4 separate regions of the Sus scrofa genome follow, and all the other regions are linked to region 2. Evidence: chromatin contacts called from public HiChIP or PLAC-seq data. All regions are on one chromosome and are shown on one strand. The core of a region is the stretch at or near the end of the contact, and the rest is flanking DNA. Distances in the headings are between cores, read along the strand shown. Region 1 overlaps CFAP45 (cilia- and flagella-associated protein 45). Region 2 has its middle 26 kb from the start of PIGM. Region 3 has its middle 11 kb from the start of CFAP45. Region 4 holds the start of TAGLN2 (transgelin-2).

The links. HiChIP or PLAC-seq counts read pairs in DNA pulled down with a chosen protein or histone mark.
Region 1: an H3K27ac HiChIP or PLAC-seq map of alveolar macrophages shows a contact between it and region 2. The contact joins two enhancer-like sites. A contact is called at or near these places in 12 of 47 Hi-C or Micro-C datasets (alveolar macrophages, blood, embryonic fibroblasts and 7 more) and 1 of 2 datasets of contacts at active chromatin or transcription factors (alveolar macrophages).
Region 3: an H3K27ac HiChIP or PLAC-seq map of alveolar macrophages shows a contact between it and region 2. The contact joins two enhancer-like sites. A contact is called at or near these places in 4 of 47 Hi-C or Micro-C datasets (embryonic fibroblasts, mesenteric adipose tissue, retroperitoneal adipose tissue and 1 more) and 1 of 2 datasets of contacts at active chromatin or transcription factors (alveolar macrophages).
Region 4: an H3K27ac HiChIP or PLAC-seq map of alveolar macrophages shows a contact between it and region 2. The contact joins the promoter of TAGLN2 here to the enhancer-like site in region 2. A contact is called at or near these places in 1 of 5 promoter capture datasets (liver), 22 of 47 Hi-C or Micro-C datasets (alveolar macrophages, blood, brain and 13 more) and 2 of 2 datasets of contacts at active chromatin or transcription factors (alveolar macrophages and skeletal muscle).

What each region holds. Positions count from the first base shown.
Region 1 is chr4:90,603,262-90,606,623 of Sscrofa11.1, reverse strand. CFAP45 (cilia- and flagella-associated protein 45) reads right to left here. Exons shown (of 12, transcript XM_021089586.1): 3 at 2,531-2,667. Among named protein-coding and RNA genes, the nearest start is that of CFAP45, 11 kb to the right of the region's middle. Within about 2 kb of position 2,078, at least 20 of the 83 cell types and tissues checked have an H3K27ac peak or open chromatin away from gene starts, as enhancers often do. A contact at or near this core is called in alveolar macrophages, where this site is marked.
Region 2 is chr4:90,486,067-90,489,284 of Sscrofa11.1, reverse strand. No RefSeq gene overlaps it. Among named protein-coding and RNA genes, the nearest start is that of PIGM, 26 kb to the right of the region's middle. Within about 2 kb of position 1,649, at least 2 of the 83 cell types and tissues checked have an H3K27ac peak or open chromatin away from gene starts, as enhancers often do. A contact at or near this core is called in alveolar macrophages, where this site is marked.
Region 3 is chr4:90,581,282-90,584,806 of Sscrofa11.1, reverse strand. No RefSeq gene overlaps it. Among named protein-coding and RNA genes, the nearest start is that of CFAP45, 11 kb to the left of the region's middle. Within about 2 kb of position 1,681, at least 63 of the 83 cell types and tissues checked have an H3K27ac peak or open chromatin away from gene starts, as enhancers often do. A contact at or near this core is called in alveolar macrophages, where this site is marked.
Region 4 is chr4:90,564,522-90,567,863 of Sscrofa11.1, reverse strand. TAGLN2 (transgelin-2) reads right to left here and starts at 1,592. Exons shown (of 5, transcript XM_003125672.5): 1 at 1,267-1,592.

The DNA.
Region 1 (3,362 bases), core at 829-3,328, 120 kb before region 2:
TGAAAAAGGAATGAAGTGATGCCATTTGCAGCAACATGGACGGACCTAGAACCTATCATGCTAAGTGAAGTTAGTCAGACTGTGTAAGACAAACATTGTATGATATCACCTATATGTGGAATCTAAAAAAAAAAAAGGAATACAAATGAACTTGTTTGCAGAACAGAAACCGATTCATAGACGTTGAAAAAGTTATGGAAGGTCCCATTATGGCTCAGTGGAAACGAATCCGACTAGGAACCATGAGGTTCGGGTTCGATCCCTGGCCTTGTTCAGTGGGTTAAGGATACAACGTTGCCATGAGCTATGGTGTAGGTCACAGACGCAGCTGGGATGTGGTGTTGCTGTGTCAGCTCCAATTCAACCCCTAGCCTGGGAACCTCCAAATGCTGCATGTGCAGCCCTAAAAAGCCAAAAAAAAAAAAAAAAGAAAAAGAAAAGAAAAAAAGAAAGAAAGAAAAAAAGAGGAGTTCCCATTGTGGTGCAGTGGAAACAAATCTGACTAGGAACCATGAGGTTGTGGGTTCAATCCCTGGCCTCGCTCAGTGGGTTAAGGATCCGGCGTTGCCATGAGCTGTGGTTGTGGTGTAGGTCACAGACGTGGGGCTCGGATCTGGCGTTGATGTGGCTCTGGTGTAGGCCGGCAGCTGTAGCTCTGATTAGACCCCGAGCCTAGGACCCTCCATATGCCGGGGTGTGGCCCTAAAAAAGACAAAAGACAAAAAAAAGAAAAGAAAAAAGAAAAAGTTATGGTTTCCAAAGTGGACGGGTTGGGGGGTGGGGGTGATGGAGAGGGGGTTTTCGATTAGCATATGCACACTGGGGTATACGGAACAATTGCCAGGGGGAACCTGCTACATAGCGCAGAGAGCTCTACCCAGTATTCTGTGATAACCTATGTGGAAAAAGAATCTGAGAGAGAATAGATATGTATATATGCATGACTGGGTCACTTTGTTGTACAGCAGAAATTTTTCACAGCCTTGTAAATTATTCTTCAATAAAACTTAAAATAAATAAATAAATAAATATTATTGTTTCAAAACGAAAACAAAAAGCAATCTGTTTCCTTTGCTGGATCACAAGCTCCTTCAGGACACAGACTCTGTCTTAATCTCCTGGGCAGCCTCGTCTCTGGCACAGCACTGGGCACAGAGGGAGGACTCAAAATAAAGCTCTTGAGCTGAACTTTTAAAAATCGATGATTCCTCAAGGATGACATAAAAAGGACAAGGGGACGCCAGACAAGGATGGAGTGGATGCCAGTGAGAAACAAAAACATCGCTGTGCATCCAGCCCAGAGAGAAGCTTTGAACCTTAAATATTAATTAAAATCTCTGAACTACAATAGTCAGAGACATGTCTATAGACCTTTCCAGCCGCCCAACGCATTCAACAAACCAATAGATAATTATAATGATTACAAACAAATGACATACATTAAAGATGGAGCAGGGGGTGGGGATAAAGCTGCTTCTGGGTGAGGCAATTTAACAGGTACGTGGCAATGAGACACAGATGGTCCAAGGCCGGAAGTGAAACCTCATCCAATAAAACTACTGGGGGGAGCTGTCCAGGAGGTGGATGAATCAATGAGTGGACTTGAGTTCTTAGCCAAGATTTTGTGGTTCACTGGGTGGCATGGCCCCAAACAGCCTGGGATCTGGGATGACCAGGAATGATCTGAATCTGAGACTGCATCTCGCACTGCTCTCAGCCATCCTGACAAGTCGCCAGCAACTTCACCTCCACTGTGTTTTCAGGCCTGGATCAGTCCAAGGAGCCCTGAGCACACCTGACCGGTTGAGGCCAGAGCTGACCAGACCATGCTCCTGAGGTTGTGTCCAAGCTGTGCCTCCCCAGCTCCATGACATAGGCTGCATTTTCTGGGAATTCAAGTTTTTAGTAGGTAGAGTCACAGTAGGAAGAACGGCTTAACAAATGAAGCACCAGCACAAGAGCTAAACCACTGAGTGACAGTGTTGGCTCATTTCTCTTGGCTGAGCTGGACCTAAACCCCACAGGAGGGGCCCAATTGAGGAGGCAGCTCGTCAGGAAACCGTGCTGAGCTAATCCCAAAGGAACCCAAGAGCCCTTGGGAATTTCCTCTTCTGGTCTCAGAGCCTGGGAAGAAGCCATGGGGCTAATTAAGCATCTGGTCAGTTTCCCTTTGCTTCAGAGTCCTGATGCAGCCAAAAGGAAATGACTCATCTGGACATTTCCCTTTACCAAGTGCACTAATGGGGGCCCAAAGCGGACCCCCAAGCCCCTCCCCTCTACCAGCTCTGTAGGACACACAGCAGCTGGAAGAAAGGAAAGAAAAAAAAGCTGGGAATCAAGGACAGTGGCAATAATAGATACAGGTGGGGAGAAACAAAAGACACCACAATGGAGAAGGGTAACCATGAGACAAAAGGGGGAAATGAGCAGGAAAGAGGTGGGGTCTGCACTAACAGAATGCAACCAGGTGGGTTTCCCCATGTTCCCGCACAGGTCCTCAGCAGAAGGTCACCATGCCCTGGGTACTCACATGAGCTCCCGGACCATGTCCCGGGTGATGAGCTGGATGGTCTCTGGCTTGTGGTCCAAGCCCAGGGCAGTGAGAGTTTTCCGAATGGCATGCTTATCTCGGAGCAGTACTATGGGGCTATCGCTCTGGTTCAGGGGCTGTGGGGTCAGGAAGGACAGTTTGAAGCTGGTCACTCCACTTCCTGCTGGTAAGTCCTAACTTCAAGTGTAGCCCCTCTCCTGGGGATTCCACCACATCCAGCAGCAGGGGAGGCTGGTTGGGGGCCAGACTGCAGGACCACCAACAGCAGCCACGGTGCTGAGAAAGCAACGTGGTGTTCTGCCCTTGGACGTGGCCAGGTGGGCTCTGTACTGACCAGCTCTTCTGAGAACAAGGCTTCTCTATTATGTGTATAGATACTTCCAGAGAGATGGGGATGTGGATGGGGTGGGGTGGGATAGGGGTGGGGAAGGTGGCTAGTGGGTGTCCATTCCTAACCTAAAACCATCAGGAATGAAAATCTGGGGTCTCTGGGTTCTCCTTCCATGGTTTACAAAAGAAAAAATAATTAACCCTCTGTGGGTTTGAAACATACTATTTTTTACAGTCTTATCCAATCTACCATGTTTGTTATTTTTAACCCTTTTTAATGATTCATTTACTTTGATCCCTGCCTCCCAAAAAAAAGCCATATTAAGGATGGCTGGTGAAGACCTGCCCTTAAATCTAATGAAGTGTGAAAATCAGTGAGTTAGAATTTAGCAAGGAGAATACAAATTAGATATACGACTGGGGTTGGTGAGGGGGGCAGATTTTCTGACCATGAAGAAATTAGATAATAAGAAAATGAAAT
Region 2 (3,218 bases), core at 400-2,899:
AGGATCCTTAACCCACTGAGCAAGGCTAGGAATCAAACCCCTAGCCTCGTGGCTCCTAGTCGGATTCGTTAACCACTGTGCCACGATGGGAACTCCTCAAAAGAAATTAAATCGAAAACATTTTCATGAGCCCCCCCCCCCCCAATATCATGGCCCCTAGACACTGATTCCCCAGCTTTGTGGGCAAGTCGCGCCTCCCACGACTGAAGCCTGCACCGCACAGGTGCGCAAACCGGCCTCTTCACCTGGGCGCCGACAGCAGCGCCCTCTGTTGGCAGCAACTGCTGCAGCGATCCCAGCAGACAACTGGGAAGCCCAAGTTGCCTTTTTTATCTTTTATTTTTTTTAAGGGACCAGTGACCATGATTCAAATGGCCTCTCTGCTTCAACCTGAGCACCACGGGGAATCTTCAAAGCAGTCATGAGTCTAATCAAACCAGTCCTTGAACTGTTGGTTCCTTGATCCAGAGGGTTCTCTGCCTCTAGGCATTGGAGCACATGGAGTGGCAATGGGATTCTATCATAATAAAATTGCATTTCCTTAAAAATAGCTACTTGAAATCTTAGGAATTCTGAAAAACAGAAGTTAAGTGTTGTATAAGGTGGATTTCCATAGCAAAGTGTAACACAATTTGCATTACGCATGAGGATAGAGCCACAACTTTTCGAATTAATAATTATCGAAGCTGGACTGGAGGCATGGCTCACAACATAACTACTCGGCGTTGCTTCTACAGTGGCTCGACCCCTGGCACAGGAACTTCCATATGCTGTGGGTGTGGCCGCTTGATTTTTTGTTAGTTTTTTTTTGTTTTGTTTTAAATAATAATTATCAAAGCAACCAATACCATAAGGCCATGGATCCATGAATTCCCATTTCACTAAAGCCTCCACTTGGCAGCCTATATAGCTATTCACTGAATATGAATGTTCCCAACCAAAATACTGCCAAAGCAATTAAATCAAAGCATTAAATCTGTGGCTGAAAACTTACGGGAAAGCATTTATATTTATTTATCAGATGATGTGTTCCTGCATTGACAGCATCATTAGTTAAGCACATCGTTTGTTGAAACCTGTTCTGGATTACTTTTGAAAGCAGAACAAATAAAATAAAAATAAATTTGAAAATAAACTGAACTATTTGGCATGTTCAATCATTAGGTGAAGAATTGTTTTGTAGTTTATCAGTTTTGTAAATTCACATGGTGACATATCAAGTTTCCCCAAGCAGGGAGGGATACACCTGTAAAAGATTAGAACCCACAGGTCTTGTTTTACATAAATAATTGTATTGTGTTATGACATTGTGAAACAATCAGAGAACTCCTTAGCCTCTTCCGACCTAGTTCCCACATTTTTAAAACAAAAACTTGGGCTTGTCTGTAGTTCTCAAATGATTTTAGCTATGAAAACACTTTTCATCAGGTGAAATAATCATAGCTAACAATGACAGTTAATCTTTGTGTTTTCACATTTCATCTTCACGGCAGCATATGATCAGTGTTGTTATACCGCAGTTGAAGAAACTGAGGGCAGAAGAAGTTAAGTAACATGCTCTAGATCACACAGCTAACCACAGAGCCAGAATTCAACCCCAGTCATGTCAACTTCAAGCCTCGTGCACTTTAATCATTTGAAACCCTCCCTGTGAAGCAAAGAGGAGGACTTTGCTGATTGAAGAGAAAGTGGGGGTTCCCCAGATGGGATGAGTTGGATTCTACTTCTCATCCTAGGAGTTCAGTTTAGGAAACGCCTGTTTTTTTCCTTAAAAAAATAAAATAAAAAATAAAAAGGGTTTCAACTAAGAGTTTTGCCCTTTATATCTAGTCAAATAACTTTTTAAAAAAATCATCATGATTAAAACAGATTTTAAAATTATCATAGCTCTCTCTTCGGTCATCCCATCTCATCTCATCCCCAAACCCCCTACCCCCCAACCCCCGCCCCCGAATCACTCCAACTCCCTGCGGCCTCCTTCAACCCTCCAACTCCCGGCGGCCTCCATCAAAAGATTCCCAGCAGTCTGCTGACCCGGAATTAAGAAAATCAAGTAAAATTCAGCTGAAGACCATATGCACAATAAAATGGCATATAGTGACATCTACTGGTACATTTTGGCATTGCAGCCAATTCCTTTTACAGGCAAAAAAGGGAACCGGTGGCTAAACCCTACGAAGTTGCAGGTATAAATTAAATAGGAGAAATTCCTGTCATATGGAAAAAGCAGTGAGGGAGTCCTTGGAATTTTCCAGTACAGTTAAAAGCCTGAATTATGGTTCTGTCTTTTCCATCATTAGCTGTGCAGATTTGGTGATGTCACTTGGTGTCTTCGCCTCAGGACTCTCACGCGGGCTTTATCATTGCGTCTTCAAATCACTAAGGGGCCACGTCAGAGAGGCAGGGCCAAGAGAGGGTGGCTCCTCTCCTCCCCTCTAATTCTGGCACTTTTTATCTCTTCATATGCTAATTTTTAAAAATCTTATTCTATTTTCAAAAAGAATTCCACAGCTCTTTTCAAAAGTTTCTCAAAATTCTCTTTCTACTGTAAAGACCTGGCCAACCTATGTCAGCATTTACTGTGCCTACCACATTTTAAGGTCCTGTACCAACTCTTTAGGAGCTACAGCAAGGGAGTCCCAGCCCCCTTCTCTTGAAGAACTTACAATGTGATCGTGGAATAAAACCAGCACGTCATCTACTCCTCCCTTAACTAAGCATTTTTGTCAAGCCAGCTGGGATGTTTTTTCTCTGTGATCATATCTCTGATTTTATAACACAAGTCAACGGGAGAGAGACTTCTTTTTATAGTCAATCTTGCTGGAAGGCATCTTTGCTATAAAAACGAGTGTTTCAGGAGACTCTTGGGAAGAAGTAGTGATGGAGTTGAGATCCACTGTCATCACTATGTAACAGTGTTCCTTCTCATGGGAAGTGTATTAGATTAAGAGACCTCATGAGCATTATCTGCGATTCTTTTTTTTTTTTTTTTAATCTATCTTTTTTTTCAGTTGTTGTCTTTTTGCTATTTCTTGGGCCACTCCCGTGGCATAGGGAGGTTCCCAGGCTAGGGGTCGAATCGGAGCTGTAGCCACAGGCCTACGCCAGAGCCACAGCAACTCGGGATCGTTAACCCATTGAGCAAGGGCAGGGACCGAACCCGCAACCTCATGGTTCCTAGTCGGATTCGTTAACCACTGCGCCACGACGGGAACTCC
Region 3 (3,525 bases), core at 432-2,931, 95 kb before region 2:
CAGCATTTCTCATCTCAATAAACTCGTCTTTCTCTTCACCTTGCTCTGAGTCTGGAAATTTTTTCCAACCCTACCATGGACCACGACAGCTTCCACATTTCTGTAGAAGAGTTCGTGTTAGGTGCATGGAGTTGTTGGTCAGTGGTGATTTATTGCCCTTCTTTTCTCTGAGCTCCTTTGCTGTATACACACATCCTGGCAGTTCTCCAGGACTGAGGCCCCACCTCCTTCCAGGACAGCTCTCCGGTGACTTGTTCTCCTGGGGCAGCACAGTGAAGAAGGAAAGCAGTGACTGATTTTGGAGCCAGACCAGCTTGAGCCCCTGGCGCAGCCACTTAGAGCTGAGAGACCGCAAGTAATCTGCCGAACCACCTGGGCCCCGTGTCTCATCTATGAGATGGATAATAGCCCAAGAGAGAGGTGCTGTGAAAAGAGCAGACCGGGCTCAAAAATCATTTTGCAGTAGTTCCTGTCGTGGCTCAGTAGAAAAGAATCTGACTAGCATCCATGAGGATGCAGGTTTGATCCCTGGCCTTGCTCAGTGGGTTAAGGATCCGGTGTTGCCGTGAGCTGTGGGGTAGGTTGCAGATGTGGCTTGGATCTGGCGTTGCTGTGGCTGTGGTGTAGGCGGGCAGCCACAGCTCCAATTCCACCCCTGGCTGGGGAACCTCCATATGCCGAGGGTGCGGCCCTAAAAAAACAACAACAAAAAATCATTCTGCACAGTGCCTGGTGGTTTTCTTCCCTCTCTCTTTCCGCAGAGCAAGGGGATATAGGGGGGTGGGGACAAATGTCTTTGTCCTCAGGGTCATGTAAACACAACCAGGAATCAGATTGTAAATCCTTTAAGTTGCACAGATGCCCGAGACACTATTTCACGACCCCCTTCTTCCTGGAATACTTGAACTCTCAAAATTGCCTCAAGTCTTTCTAAAACAAAGCGTGGCTTAAAACATAAATAACGACTTACATGCATGAATTCTTTTACTCCAGGAATTTGCTGCCTTCCTGCTTTCTTCAAAAACCCTCTCTTTCCCATTCTTTACACTGTGGGCCTTCCTGCTACAGCCTGAGAGACCCAGGCAAGGGGCAGAGGTGGGGGAGAGGGCTTGAGGAGTAGGAAGATTTGGGGAGGCAAGAAGAAAGAGTAAGGGGGGGAGTGGAACTGGGGGAGGAAGATGGTTAGGGTGAGAGTGGAAAGGGGAGTACTAGGCAATGCCTGTGGCTGGCTGGAGGCCCTGGGTCCAGAGCTGGGAGGGAGGGAAAGGGAGAGGGTGCAGGCTAGAAGGGCAATGTCACCCTCCATGGGGGAAGTGCTCCTTCTTGGGGGGAGCCATGCTCAAGAAGCTGAACTTCCAGAGCCGTGACAGAGGGAGCCCCACGTGGGCTGATCATACCTCCCCACTACCTCAACCTTCTTACCGGGCCACATTCCCAATGGGCAGATAACCCTCAGGCCAAGGAGAAAGATATGAATAAATCTGCGGCCTCCCCTACTTTTTCAGAATCTCATCTCCACTATCCCGCCCACTCCAGGCCCTAGGGCCAGCGTTGCCCTGGTGCCCTGGACACGCCTCCACAGGCCTGGCACCAGCTTTCCCTCCTACGTGACCAGCACGGGCCCTGGACTGGGTGGCGGATGCTGAGATAAGGCCAAGGAAGGGAAAACCGCCAGAGCCAGGAAGTTACACAGCCTGGTTCCCCTGGTAACCCAGCCACAGTCACCAAAACAGTACTGGGTGGGGGTGGGGCGGGGACAACTCCCATTCAAGGCACAGCCAGGGCTGGCCCAGACCTCAGTTTTCTTGTTGGAGAAACTTCTCGATGAATCTCCTAGGACAGTGCTGCCTAAGAATTATGGGGGAGGCCCATTTAACAGGCAAATTCAAGGCACGACCCCCACCCCCTCCACCACAGATTCTTGGCCTAATAGGTCTCATAGGACTAATGCGGATCTGCATTTCTAACCAGCACCCCCAGGAGATCCCAATGCTGGCAGTCTGAGGACATCGCTCAGAGGGTGGCAGGATTGGGGGAAGATACAGGATGGAGCCTGAGCATCCCAACCATCCTGTGTCTCCTGGCGTCTACAGCCAGCACATCTCCAGGGATGCATGACGTGGGTATTTTCAACATCCAGTGACCTGCATGCTAGTACATGCAGAACCAATTCAAAACCATGAACTTGGGCTGAACTCCTTCTGGGCCTGGTAGGACTCATCTGAGAACCATGAGCCATCTGAAGACGCATCTGATGATTCTGGCCCATCGCTTAGAGTCTCTAGGTTTTAGTTTCTCCCTTCTCTCCCAAGGATGTAAATGTATTCAGGCCTTCCTGGGAGGTAACACAGCTCCCTGGAATTAATAGGCATGGCTGTACTTGTGAAAGTACAACCCTTAGCTATTGTCCCGGTGGTTGGGACAGCTTTTTTTGCTGGAGGTCAGGGAGCCTTGAGGACAGAAACCCCAAGGGGCAGGATCCTTTCTGTAGCTGCCAGATCTCCCTTTGCCCTGGAGAGGTGGCTGCTGCAGAGCTGAACTTCCGGTACCTCTTCCTCAGCCTAACCGCTCCCTTCCTCACTGTGGCCCTGGTCTCCACCCACAGAAAAGCCACAGTGCATGCTGGCTGCAGGCTGAACCCTTCCCCAAGGTCAGCCACTAGGCTGGGGAGCTCCATGATGGGTCGAGCAATTAATTTGGACTTCTTCTGCCACGAGTTTAAATCCCAATTTAGGAGTTCCCGTTGTGGCTCAGTAGTTATGAACCTGACTGGTATCCATAACGACTCAGGTTTGATCCCTAGCCTTGCTCAGTGGGTTGAGGATCCAGTGTTGCTGTGAGCTGTGGTGTAGGTCACAGATGCGGCTAGGATCTGGCATTGCTGTGGCTGTGGTGTAGGGCAGCAGCTATAGCTCTGATTCACCCCCTAGCCTTGGAACCTCCATATGCCCTAGGTGCGGCCCTAAAAAGACAAAAACAAACAAACAAACAAACAAATAAATCCGAGTTTAGTAGTTCCTGTTGTGACTCAGTGGTAATGAACCTGACTGGTACCATGAGGACACAGGTTTGATCTCTGGCCTTGCTCAGTGGGTGGAGTATCTGGCATTGCTGTGAGCTGTGGTGTAGGTCACAGATGTGGCTCAGATCTGGCGCTGCTGGGGCTGTGGTGTAGGCCAGCAGCTACGGCTCAGATTCGATCCCTAGCCTGGGAACTTCCACATGCCGAAGGCAGCCCTATAAAGAAAAGAAAAAAAAATCAATCCAGTTTAGCTACCTGTTGGGTCCTGCAAGTTACTTTTGCTCTCTTAGCCTCAGTTTCCTCATCTGTACAATGGGAAAGAATAATGTTTTTTGCCAGTGGTCAAGCCCCTTCTCCTGGATTTCCCATCCCAGCTACAGACACAGTTGTCTTAGTGGCTGAAGCCAGTAGCCTGTCTTTCTGGATCCCTCTTCTGCTTCCTCACTCTGCATAGTCAGTCAGGGTACTAAACAATTTTGAAATCCATTCTCCTTTTTCCATCC
Region 4 (3,342 bases), core at 343-2,842, 79 kb before region 2:
GAGGGTGGGGGTGGGGATGGGGGGAGAAGTGCAACTGGACAAAGACCCTTTGGATTCTGGGCAGGTAGGGCCCTGCTGCTGGCCCCACCCTACCTTGGCCTCCTCTGCAGTTTTAAGTCTTCTCTGTGGACCAGGAAGGAGAACTCGGGAGTGAAGCTGGAAACGGGGAACCGGCCCTCTGTCTGGTGCTCTGGAGTCAGAAAACTAGGAGAGCCTCCTGCACCGGATCTCCACACCAGTCCATCCTCACTTCTGCTCACTGATAGCACGTTTCCCCCTGAATCTCACGGGTACCGGCTCCTGGAGACTCCAGGAGGCCTGCAGAGCCGGGGTGAAGGGGTGGAGGCCAGGCGGCAGTCCATTTCCGGTCCTGCTGGTCCGGCCCCCACAGCCGCCCCCCTCGCCACACCCTGGGCCGTTACTGGGATGAGTCACCCACCGCCCGCCGCTGGGGTGACGCAGTGGTCTGGGCAGCCCGCCCGCCCGCGGCCACCACCGACTTTCCCAGCAGTAGGGGGCAAGGAGTGGGGGCATCGGCTCCCGTAGGGGCTGGAGGCGCGGGAAAGCCGCCACCCTCCCCCAACACCACCGCCTACAGGCAGGGCACCCCGGGGCGCGGTCAGAGCTGCAGCCTCCCAGATGTCTGAGATCAGGGGACTCTCCTCAAGGCGACTGGGGCTTTAACTCCCGGCGCCAACCCTGGAAGGGGAGGCCACTGCGGGACCCGCGCACGGAGCCCCCTTGCTCCAAACCGCGCCTCGGAGTCCCTAGAAAAAAGATCTGCAGGAGAATAAAGAGAAAGGACTGGGACGCAGAGGGCAAGCAGCACCCACACGTGTTCCTGGAATCAGGAAGTGAAGGGTCGCGCGGGAAGCCCCGGCGGCGCGGAGCGGGCCAGGGTGGGCGCTGGGACCCTGTACGCCCCGTCCCTCGGGGCCAGTCCCTGACGCCCTCCTTTCCTCACCCTAGCACGGATCTGGAGCTGAAGTCCGCGGGAGGGACGCAGTCCCCACGTCCCTGATCCAGACAGACGCCCCGTCTATGCACCCGCAACACCGCCTGACCTCATGGCTCAACAATGCGGGGTCAGAGTCTGAGGACAGACCTGACAGCCCGGGGCGGGGCAGAGCAGTCATCGGACCCCTGCCTGCGAGCCCTTGGTCCCCAAGCTCACAGGAGCAGGTCGCAAGCTCGGGCTTCCTGCAGCCTAGAGACCGCGCACATCCCCCCTCCCCCGCCCCGACGGACCCCCTCCCTCCAGCTCACCTTTCACTCAGGCAGGAGAATTGCGCACTTAAGACTGGGGCTGCCGCGCGAATGGAGCGCCTGGGCTGGGCCGGGGGTTTTCAGCAGGCTCCCGCCTCGGACGGGGCGGACCAAAGGCGGGGCAAGGCCGAGAGGGTTTAAAGGCGCCGCACTGCAGAAGCGGAGGGCAGTGCTTAAGAGATGGGGCTGGAGACCAGAACCTGGGTTAAAGGATCTCAAGACAGTAGCCTCCGCCCTGGAGAACTTCTACACCTACCCTAGAACCCGTAAACTTGTGCCCCAGTGGGAAACTTTCTGCCTAGGTTAGCGCAAGAAGGGCGTTTTTTACGTGCGAAGAAGCCTCTTGGTTTAAAAAGGATGTTTAGGTAAACAGAGGCACAGGAAGACACTCCCCACCCACCCCCCCACAATTGACTAGGGTGTGACATGCAGGCCAGGACAGCTCCCGGACTTGGTCTTGCTCCCCACCTTCTTCAAGCCTGGGCAGAGACTAACAGTGAAGTCATTCCTTTCTCAGGGCCTAAGGGGTGTGACCAGTGTTGGGACCCAGGGTTCAGACTTGACTTTTTCCCCTTCATCTCCTCCTCCATGACCTGGCATCTCTTTTTTTTTTAATTTTATTTTATTTTATTTTTTTTATTTTCCCACTGTACAGCAAGGCCTGGCATCTCTTAAATCCTGGAGGGATCAGAAGAAGAGCCCTCAGGGAGTTCCCGTTGTGGCTCAGGGGCAACAAACCTAGTATCCATGAGCTGTGGTGTAGGCTGGCAGCTGCAGCTCTGATTGGACCCCTAGCCTAAGAACTTCCATATGAAATAGGTGCAGCCCTTAAAAAGAGAGAGAGGAGGAGGAGGCTGGCAGTTCCTCCATCTCTGATGGTGGAGGAGAACATCATTTGTGGTGGATGGAGTCCCTGCTTGCAGCTATCAGTGTAGTTTTATTTATTTTTTGGTTTTTTTTTTAAATTTTTTTGTCTTTTCAGGGTCGCATTTGCGGCATATAGAAGTTCCCAGGCTAAGGGTCCAATCAGAGCTGCAACTGCCAGCCTATACCATAGCCACAATAATGTGGGATCAGAGCCGTGTCTGCAAACTGCACCACAGCTCACAGCAACTACAGATCCTTAGCTCACTGAGCAAGGCCAGGGATCGAACCTGTGTCCTCATGGATACTAGTTGGGTTCGTAACCTCTGAGCCATGAACTCCATCAGTGGAGTTTTCATAGCTGTTAGACGATCCCATATATGCTGGTTTTTAAGGACATCAACAACCAATGCCCTCCTACTTCTCCATTCTCTCTTCCCCATACTCCCTTCCTGAATATTCCAGTGCACACTGACACCCTGGGAGGCCAAGTCTTTTCACTCCTCCATGCCTTCACATAGGCTGTTCCTCCTTCCCTTGACTGTCTTCTCACCTGCCCTACCCCTCATGGACTTTGTGACCTCGGGGCAAATCACTAAAGCTCTACACCCCAGCTCCCTGGTCTATAAAAATAGAGCTAATGGTACTACTTACCTTAGAGTGGTAGAGAATTAAATGATACATGTGAAGAGCTTAGAGCAGTGCCCGGCACACAGTGAGTGCTCAGCTGACAGCTATTATCATTGCTCCCACTTTCTGTGAGGATGCCTGCAGAGGCCCACCCCAGAGGTAGCATTTGTCCCAGCACAAGCTGTAAGCATTCACTGTTGGCTGACTCCTTCCTTCTTGCTACCCTAGTAACCAACACATAGCTTTGTCAGAGGACTTGTCATATCATCCTGTGACTATTTTTTTTTTTTTTTTTGCCTTTTTGTCTTTTTAGGGCCGCACCTGCGGCATATGGAGGTTCCCTGGCTAGGAATCTAATCGGAGCTGTAGCCACTGGCCTATGCCAGAGCCACAGCAATGCCAGTTCTGAGCTGCATCTGCAACTTACATGACAACTCACGACAAGGCCGGATCCTTAACCCACTGAGCAAGGCAAGGGATCGAACCCGCAACCTCATGGTTCCTAGTCAGATTCGTTTCTGCTGTGCCATGACGGGAACTTCCTGTGACTATTTCTTTGCTTGCCTGCTTCATCCACTAGAA